2 separate regions of the Hordeum vulgare genome follow, and region 2 is linked to region 1. The links are chromatin contacts, called in public Hi-C maps. All regions are on one chromosome and are shown on one strand. The core of a region is the stretch at or near the end of the contact, and the rest is flanking DNA. Distances in the headings are between cores, read along the strand shown. Region 1 holds the start of LOC123425284 (protein STRUBBELIG-RECEPTOR FAMILY 7-like). Region 2 holds the start of LOC123425288 (E3 ubiquitin-protein ligase EL5-like).

The links. A called contact is a pair of places that touch in the nucleus more often than the background predicts.
Region 2: a contact with region 1 is called in a Hi-C map of seedling, with 3 times the contacts expected there. The contact joins the promoter of LOC123425288 here to the promoter of LOC123425284 in region 1. A contact is called at or near these places in 2 of 6 Hi-C or Micro-C datasets (leaf and seedling).

The regions. Positions count from the first base shown.
Region 1 is chr2H:96,097,316-96,101,816 of MorexV3_pseudomolecules_assembly, reverse strand. It overlaps LOC123425284 (protein STRUBBELIG-RECEPTOR FAMILY 7-like), which reads left to right and starts at 2,183. Exons shown (of 17, transcript XM_045108965.1): 1 at 2,183-2,550. The coding sequence starts at 2,400. It overlaps TRNAL-AAG (a tRNA gene), which reads right to left and starts at 156; the gene lies at 76-156.
Region 2 is chr2H:96,601,780-96,606,280 of MorexV3_pseudomolecules_assembly, reverse strand. It overlaps LOC123425288 (E3 ubiquitin-protein ligase EL5-like), which reads right to left and starts at 1,820. Exons shown (of 1, transcript XM_045108970.1): 1 at 580-1,820. The coding sequence starts at 1,617. The coding sequence ends at 811.

The DNA of each region.
Region 1 (4,501 bases), core at 934-3,433:
TTCTTACGGGGGTGTTTGAGTACTCTTTAATCAACATGAATGTTTGGTTGATGCAAAAAACATAAAAAATGAGTATGACCGGAGTGGGATTTGAACCCACGCCCTTTCGGACCAGAGCCTTAATCTGGCGCCTTAGACCAACTCGGCCATCCGATCATCTGTGTTTCGATTCCATTTCGAGTTTATATATCCTGCGACACTTCTTCATACGGGAGTGTTTGGGCACTCTTGGATCAACATGATCCGTCGTCTCGTCTGGGTGCAACCAATGAAAAAGGGCGTGCCATTTGGTCCCTCGTCTCGTCCCTATAGGTCCTTGAGATGACCCTGGAGTTGGCTAACCGAATTAACTGCTCTCGCCCACCTCTGATTCGGTCCCAGAGAGAGATGTCCATGAAGCAGACTGCTTTCGCTTTCTTTCTAATCACTGTTGGTGGCGTCAGTGGTTCTTGGTTGGTGGTCTAACTTGGTCATTGTTCTTCCCCGTCATCTGCTACAGCCAACAAACTTCACCGATCGCTCTGTCCACAAGCCTAACCAAGCTAGGTTTTGATGCCAAGCTGAGGATGGCTACGATCATGCAACGGCAGCAGCAGAGTGCGAGGATCGTCCCGTCACCTTCCAGGTTACTTAGGTTAGGTCACACAAAGCGCAGCCACTCAAACCAAACCGTGCTGGGCGACGTCAACAGCCGATTCCCCGTCCATCAATTCGGTTATTAAGCAACCAACCTGAACTCGCTGACGAAGCAGAGAGAACTAAACAACATGCCACACGTCCACGTTGCTGTTAAACTCTATGTATGTCTTTCACACACACACACAAAAAAAAAACTCTATGTATGTCGGCCAGCAGAGACAGTTACAGGTGTGCATACTAGCATGTCGCCCTCGGCGTAATTCTTGATCCACTGTATCTCATCTCATGAGCCACGTTACCTCAGTTGGATGCGACGAGAAGCCGTCCGTCTGAAGACGAAAACAGCCCACGAAAACGACGAGGTTATGGGCGCAGCGTAATGTAACGTACTAATTGGACGGGTTTGGCCACCTGGTCAGCATGGCAAATTATTCGCCTAACCGGATAGCACTGGACGCTAGACACTTGGGCAGAAGAGGCGAGGATACGTTCCCCAGAAAAAAAGGCGAAGATAAAAAAAAATGCTGAAAAGGAAGAAAAGCGATGTTCAGGAAGGATACTGGTTAATTATGCTTCATCATGACACGGACGCATGGTGCAATCACGGTGAGAACAACGTGCACCCACTTTTAAGGAAAAAGTCAGAGCAAACAAATGGTTTCATGTGGAATTCTTACTTACAAAAAACTCACTACTAAATTTGGCTGCATCGAAATTTAGTGCCTGTTTCCGAAGCATCTTTGGATCCCTTTGGGCCTCTTTTCAAGGAGAACAGCATGGAACTGGGAGTTTACTGTGGCCATGCTGAAACCGTCTAAAGAAAATGAAGGAGTGCAGAGCACTCTGCACACGCATGCGAGCGCCTGTATCTGGTGTGGTTGATTGCCAATCAGCAAAAGCGACCGCGCACGGACGGCAACGTTCCGGCATGGGAGCCACGACGCACAACCACCACAAAAGAAGTGACCGCAACATCTTCCACTCACCTCCTCAACGTGTCATTGCGCATACATAAACTTTTTTCCCCGCAAGGACACGCACGCATCAGCTCAAGTGGCAGTCTTCCTGATACAGCACTAGTATAAAACTTCTGAACGAAACTTGGCCCCAAATCTTCTTTTGTAACTGTGCGTTTTTGGTATGCGGATACAAGAGTTCCTTCTTGTTTTCAGCATTTCACTTACTCGAAACAATATATACGTGCACAACAAATCTCATCTCACTGGAAAGAAGGCAAAAGCTGTACAAAGACGTTGCAAACATCTTTTCCTTTTTTTGACCAACGATATGGATGGCCCGCCTCACTCTTTTTTTCTCCAATCACCTGTTGTCATGTCATCATGTAAACAAAATCAGTCCGTAATTGACTGTATATGTAGCATTGCTGATATTTTCGTTCACTCGTTGTATCAAGCCGATACAACCGGCCTGCGCAAAAATCTTGCCTCGGCCCCAAGCCCCCAAAATGAGCGCTACAGAAGATGACACGACCAGTGAGAGAATAATTAGTTTTTGCCATTTCCGAGGGGTTTCTCAGCGTGCGATGTGCACTTCTTTAAAGCCCTTCCCCTCCTCCCTGATTCCAGCTTGCTGACAAATACACAATCCACTGGGGAAAAAAAGGACATGTCAGCACCGAGAAAAAAGAAAAAGAATATACCAAATAAACAAAAGCAGGGGGCGCAAAAGAGACCTTTTTCGGAGCATAAGTTATTGGGCGTTGCAGCGAGCCTGCAGAGTGCAGACGAGCTACTGCTGCCATGACCAACGCAGCAGCCACGACCACGACCACGGCCACGGCCACGGCCACGGCCAAGATGAGGGGGAGAGGAGCTGCGGCCATTGGAGCGCTGCTGCTCTTCTTGGCCACTGCCTCCATGGGGGCTCACGCCAACACCGACTCCAACGATGGTAAGCCAGTGAGATTATTACTTCATATAGCCATTTTTATTTGTTCTTTTTGTTTGATTTTATACTTCGGAAAACCAAGAAACAATGCATTTCTTAGCTTGGCTGAGTAGCAACGGATGGGGAAAATCTGTGTTCTTGGTTCCTTCCCCCCCTTGCTTTGGTGGTTCACTTCAGCTGTAGACAGGCCGCTTTTGATGCCCATTCCTGGATTCCTGAAATGTTAGGTTTAGATGAGAGCAGGAAACAGTTGCGCTGCTGATGATTCATGGAACCCAACAGTCTCATTCGACCCTTCCTTGCTTTTATAATTTTGGTCAATTTGGAGCTCTACTTTGTTCATCGGCATCCCATAAACATTTTCCTTGGTAGGTGTGTCATTTAACCAAGCCGGGAAAAGATGTTTCTGTAGCTCTTCGTCCCTTCCTGCTGCTGCTCTTTGGTCCTTTCGTGGTGGGGATTCTAGGGCTATTGAAGTTTGGGATGATCAGATAGCAGAGTTTTCAGAAGTTCTATTTTTCCTAAGGTTATAGTAATATTTTCCTAGCAGTGATGCTAAATTTGTGACAAGTTCTCGATTTATCCCCCCTCACCCTTTCTTCGTTGTTCTTGATGTACTCATGACGCATTTGATGGGAACTGCTTGGTTTTATGCACCCAGATGTCAGACTTCAGCAGGGAGTCTGTGAAAAATTCAGATCATTTCTTCTTTTATGCCTGGTTTTGTGCGAGGTTGCAGACAGCTGCTCGTCCGAAAAATATATTTGTGTGATTGCCAAGAAAACCCAGTCCTTGATTCTATTAATATTTCATTTGGTTCCATAATCAAATTAACTTTGATGGGCATTTGGTCACAGAATAACGGGGATACCTTATTAGAGACAACTAGTTATTTGCAAAGTCAACTTCGAAATTGTCGATGGTCATGTAACTCTGTCTTTAATTTTTTCTAACCATCGGATCTGAAAAATTATTTACAGATATTATTTTTTATAAAAAGAAAGAATGGTAAAGTAACTGGTTCCATCAAAATTTTGTATTGGTCCCACGGTTACGTGTAATTTCCCGTAATTTCATTTTCGTCATTCCTCGTAACTCCTATTTTTTCACCATCGGATTAGTGTGGATGGACGGCATGTAAACTCCCCAATCACCGTAACACTTGTAATATAGAATTATTGTTGTTTACAAAATCTTTAATGACCAATTCCAACACGCTGGAATGAACTGAATCATACAGTACATAACATCATTATCCTCCACACTGTTACAAACATTAGCAAGACACGTCTGGTATTATTTTGTAACCGTACTATATAAAATTAATAATTGTTTACAAAATCTTTAATGGCCAATTCCAACACTCAGGAATGAATTGAATCATACATAACATCACTACCCTTCACACTGTTACAACATTAGCGATGGAATGAGTAACCACATTTGCAATCCCATTAGACGAGTTAAGTATTTGCTACTCCCTCCGTCTTGGTATATAGGGTTTGCACGTAGTTTTAGGTCATCGATTTGACTAACTAAATATGAGTTATATGTCACCAAAAGTATATCATTGGATTCTTAAGCGGATGTACTTTCTAAACATATATTTTTCATCAAATATAATACATATTTACCTAGTTAAATTATCAACCTAGAACGACACACATGTCTTATAAACCAAGACAGAGGAAGTACATATGAACTAAACAATAATTTCGTTTTGCATTTTTTGTGTTGAAAAATATTTTCATTGGGAAGACAAGTAAGAACAAAACACAATTACAGTCATTTACCTGAAATGTCGATCAACCTGTATTACTGATTCTCCCAAAAATTGTGTATTCTTATGCAGTGACAGCCCTCAATGTCTTACTTGTCTTCGTTTACAAAATAATGGGGATACCTTATTAGACATGACTAGTTATTTGCAAAGTCAACTTCGAAACTGTCTAAT
Region 2 (4,501 bases), core at 571-3,070, 500 kb before region 1:
CAAATCGGGTTAACGAAACAACCTCTTTCCTTTGAAAAGCACCAATGGAACAATTATGCAGAAGAAATCCTGGATTTGTTATTTTCTTTTCAGGAGTATAGTGGTTGATTAGTGCATCAGTTGGCTATATGGTGATGGTGGACCGGTGGTTGATAATGCGGCGTACATGCGGAGTTGGCGAACAATGGAGGGCAGTCATACATGTTCTTCTCAGCTTATCGCATGTCAAATCCCCAGTTTTGGCGCGTACGTGCGTAGCGAGGTCCCTGCAGGCTCTTGACAGATGCTGCATTATGAGGGAGAGTGATATGACAATTTCGGCACAATTTTGACATTCGCAACCGGTGGCCAGAGGAAAACAAGAGCCGGACAACAAGTTCGGCAGGGTGAATGAATATACTACTACTAGTATCAGCACTGCTTACGGCTGCATGCAGGCTTGCAGTTTGCAGTTGCAGTTAGTGCTACTCGACAGAGAATGGAAGTAACTGAATAACGGTATTAGTGGGTTGCTGTCGCTGCCGCAGCTGAATTGACCGCTTGCAAGTTGTACAAAGAATGAGAAGGAACGACGAAATGTAGGCAGGCAAAGTTGTTTTCTTCTCTTTTCCTGTGGTGTCATGCCGGAACATGATCATCCTATCCACATGTACATCACACGTCTATAAAAATCTGTACAGCTTTTTTTTACTCCGAGACCGAGTAAGAGTAAGGGAGACACTGGGAAAACTTGCGATGACGCCACGCAAGGAAGACGGCACATCGCAGAAAGGTTGGGGGGAGGAAAAGTCCACCGTGGCAGCCGGGGCGTCAGCATGAGCCCGCCGGCTGCTGCGGCTTCGCCTGCCTCGACGACGCGCTGCTCTCGCCGCCGGCGAGCCCCATCTCTATGTCCCTTGCCGCGTCCTCCTCCTGCGGCGGCGGGGGCGGCGACGCGCCGCCACACCCGAGAAGCCGCCGCAGCCCGCACGACGCCCCGGCGGGCGGCGGCTGCGCTTGCGGTTGAGAGGGAGCAGGCGCTGGTTGAGGTGTGGTTGCGGCGGGGGTCTGCGGTTGCGCGCGGCCGGTGCTGACGTCGTCCTGGGAGCCGAAGAAGAGGACGTTGGTGGGGAAGTTGGGCGACTCCTGGTCGGCCTCGGGCGCCTGGACGGGCGCGGGCGGCAGGGGCGGCGCGTCGACGGCGGGGCAGCGGCAGAGCGGGCAGGTGGAGTGCGACCTGAGCCACATGTCGACGCAGTCGACGTGGAAGCCGTGGCCGCAGCGGGGCAGCACGCGCGCCGTGTCCCCGGTGGCGAGCTCCGTGATGCAGACCGCGCAGTCCATGGCCTCCCCCTTGGCCACCTCCCGGCGGGGCAGCGACGCCATCGACGCGTCGTCCAGGCCCCCGTCGTAGAACCACGGTGCGACGCCGTCCCCGGCGCCGGCCCGCCCGTCCCCGCCGCAGAACAGGTAGCGCAGGTGCGCCATCACGCCGCTCCCCGGCGGCGGCGGCGCGCCGCCCCGGGACCTCTTGGCGCAGAGGAATATGTAGAAGCAGAGCACGAAGGAGAGGAAGATGGCCATCACGGCCGCCAGCATGGTGGCCGCCGCCGCCGCCGTCGTCGCCGTCACCGCCATGAACACCACCACCACCCTCGCTTCCTCTTCCAACAAGTAACAAGAATCGCCTCGCCCCTGGTGCAAACGACAGCAGCAGCCGGCCTCTGCTCGCTCTCCTCGGAATATGCTCCTCGTCCTCGCAAGCTTCTAGGCAGCGCGTGCGTGCGTGCACAAGCGGGCTTTGGCTCTGGCTCGGGCTGGAGGTTTTCGAGGTGGGAATGGGATTTAACGTAATGGAGCGCGCGCTGCTACTTATACGGTGGCCGGAGAGGATAAGAGGGAGGAGGAGAAGAAGAAAACTTGTGTGGGGATTTGGAGGAGAGGGTGAGCGAACGGGCGAACTGTGGAGGGAAAGCTCGGATGGCGACGGTTTTCAAATATGTTGACGCGAGCCATAGGTGCTGAGCCTGAGCGGAGCGGGCATGACCCGAGTGGGTTCGTTCGTTGGACGGACCTCCCCGCCACGGCCATCCCCGTCGACCAATCTCCCGCCCCGCGCGCCGCTGCACGGTTGCGCCAACGATTTGGTGTTGGTGCAACCACACACCACGTCGGTAAACCCCCTGAAACCGACCGGTCGACGCACACGCGGCCCCGTACGTGGCGCCAGTTAAAATAATATAAAGAGCAGAGGCAGTCACAGATCCACTGACAGGCTGACTGACACGCAGCCCCCCAGTGAACTGACACGAATTATTTTACTACTAGTTGTACCCTGGTCTGATGATCATGCTGATTTATTTCGTGGCTGGTTTGCTGCAGGACACACCGCCGGATCAGGGGACACATTTGGACGAACCCAACTGCCAGGGCCAGGAAACGTGGGCCGTATGCCGGCAGCGCGTGTCACACGCCGGGTCCCGGGCCCGATAGATAGATAGCTTGACGTGGATACGTGGACCGATGTGCTTGAAGCAATGGAGCTGGAGCGGGCATCAGCCAAGCCAAGCCAGGGTGCCCCGCCCCGGACTCCATCCATCCATCGCAACGGGTGGACCACACATCGCGGGAGGTTCGTTCGTTCGTTTCGTTGGTTGGTTGGTTCGGTATAGCGGTTTGTTGCCCCCCTTCTTCTCCTTGCTGTCCCTTTCCCGTTGCGGGTATGCGTCTCCGGAGCGCACAAGCGAGCGATCGAATTCAATTCGAACCCGACCGGGCGAACGAACGAATGCGCGAATTGGTCCTGTCCGTGTGGTCGTGGCGGCATCGGCTCGGCGTTTCCTGGAAGCAACTGGATTGGTTGAGTGTGGCTCCATCCCAAGTTAAGTTAAGTAAGAGTACCAAGCCGCCTTATCTTACTTGGCTGGGAATTCCGGGAAAGTTGACCGGCATATCTAAGTACCAAGCCATCTGAACCTCGTTAACAAGAATATAGCTTAGTTTGGATGGTTACTACTTGGTCACATAACGCCCCGTCGAAAACGTACTCGCGTCCGGCCTCCGACGGGCGCGACCGATCGAACGCCACATGCATGCATGTGATGTTCCTGTACAGCACTAATAAGGCTTGAATTGATTTGATTAGTAACTATCATCTCCGCAGAAAAAGACTTGTATCGATCGAATAAAACTCTCCAGATAAACCCGAGAACTACTAGTGCTGCCAACAAGTTGCCCATCTCTCATCCCTTGGGTTCGCTGCATCGGCAGCCGACTCGCCGTCGGGGTCAGGGGCGGCAGCTAGCCCACGAACGCGGCTGGCCGGCGACCCATGTCCGGCGCCCGGGCTTTGGCAGCGACGGCACGGACGGACGCGCGCGGGGGAGCGGGGGAGGACAGTGACGCGCGCGGTCTCCGGCCCCGTGCGCTGCTGCCCTGCTGATGACGCCCATGATGATGATTCCGCCGTTGTTGAAAAATCTGCGTGGTGTCTCCTAGACTTTTGAATCGGGTCGGCTGAAACCCCGGGGGGAAAGTGCGGCACGCACGCGTCCATCATGCGGGAGGCCGCGCGCAGGCGCGCTGATGCTCCTCCGTGGATCGCTCTGCCGTTGCCTTTGACCGGCCGGCCCGGCCCGGGCCGCTGACGGCTCCAAAGCGGCTTTGCTGCACAACGGGAAAACAAAAGAAAAAAGAGCGGGTGCCTTTCTTCCGGTGGTTTTGCGGTTCTGGACAGGAAAGGAACGCCGCTTCTGAAATCCCGAGCGTGCAGGCCGGGTACTCGCGTGATTTCGTGCAAGTTGGCTGCTGTTTCTTTTTGCCGATTTTGCACTGCAAATCATCCGGTCGCGTAGCATGCTGACTGCGAGCCTTAACTTTTTATTTGGGACAAGACTGCGGGCCTTAGAGGGTGTTTGTTTTCAGAAACTTATTGGTTTAGGGACTTAAAAATGTTTCTATAAGTCCCACCTAAACCAAACACAAGGGACTTATTCGGACTTATTGTGGTGATTTGAGACTTATCAAATAAGACTCTCAGGGAGGAGCTTATTGAGACTTATCCCGGGCTTATGACTTATAAGTTGAAACTTAAAAAAGTCTTAGGACTTATGAAACAAAAAGGACCTTATTAACTTAACTAAGATAGCTGCTACAGCCCCTCGTCATCACGAGCCCAGAGACCTGACAGATAAAGGCCGTTGCAAGACTACGGCAAAATTAACAAAAATGACCCCTGGGGGGAAAGAACTCACGGAGTGACCCCTCGCGGAAAAAATTTCACCCGCCTGACCCTTTTGTGTGGCGTCCGAAACCTAGGCGCCACACTACACTGTGTGACGCCTAGCCGTTCGGCGCCACACCCCCCGACCACCTGGCAGGGAGGGCCCATCCCCCAGGCCGTGTGACGCCTGTCACACATTGTAATGTGTGGCGCCGAACGCTTAGACGTCACACATTGACTTAACTGGCCACGGGCCAGCCCCCTCCCCACCCCCTCCCCATTCCCCTCCCTCATTCAAAC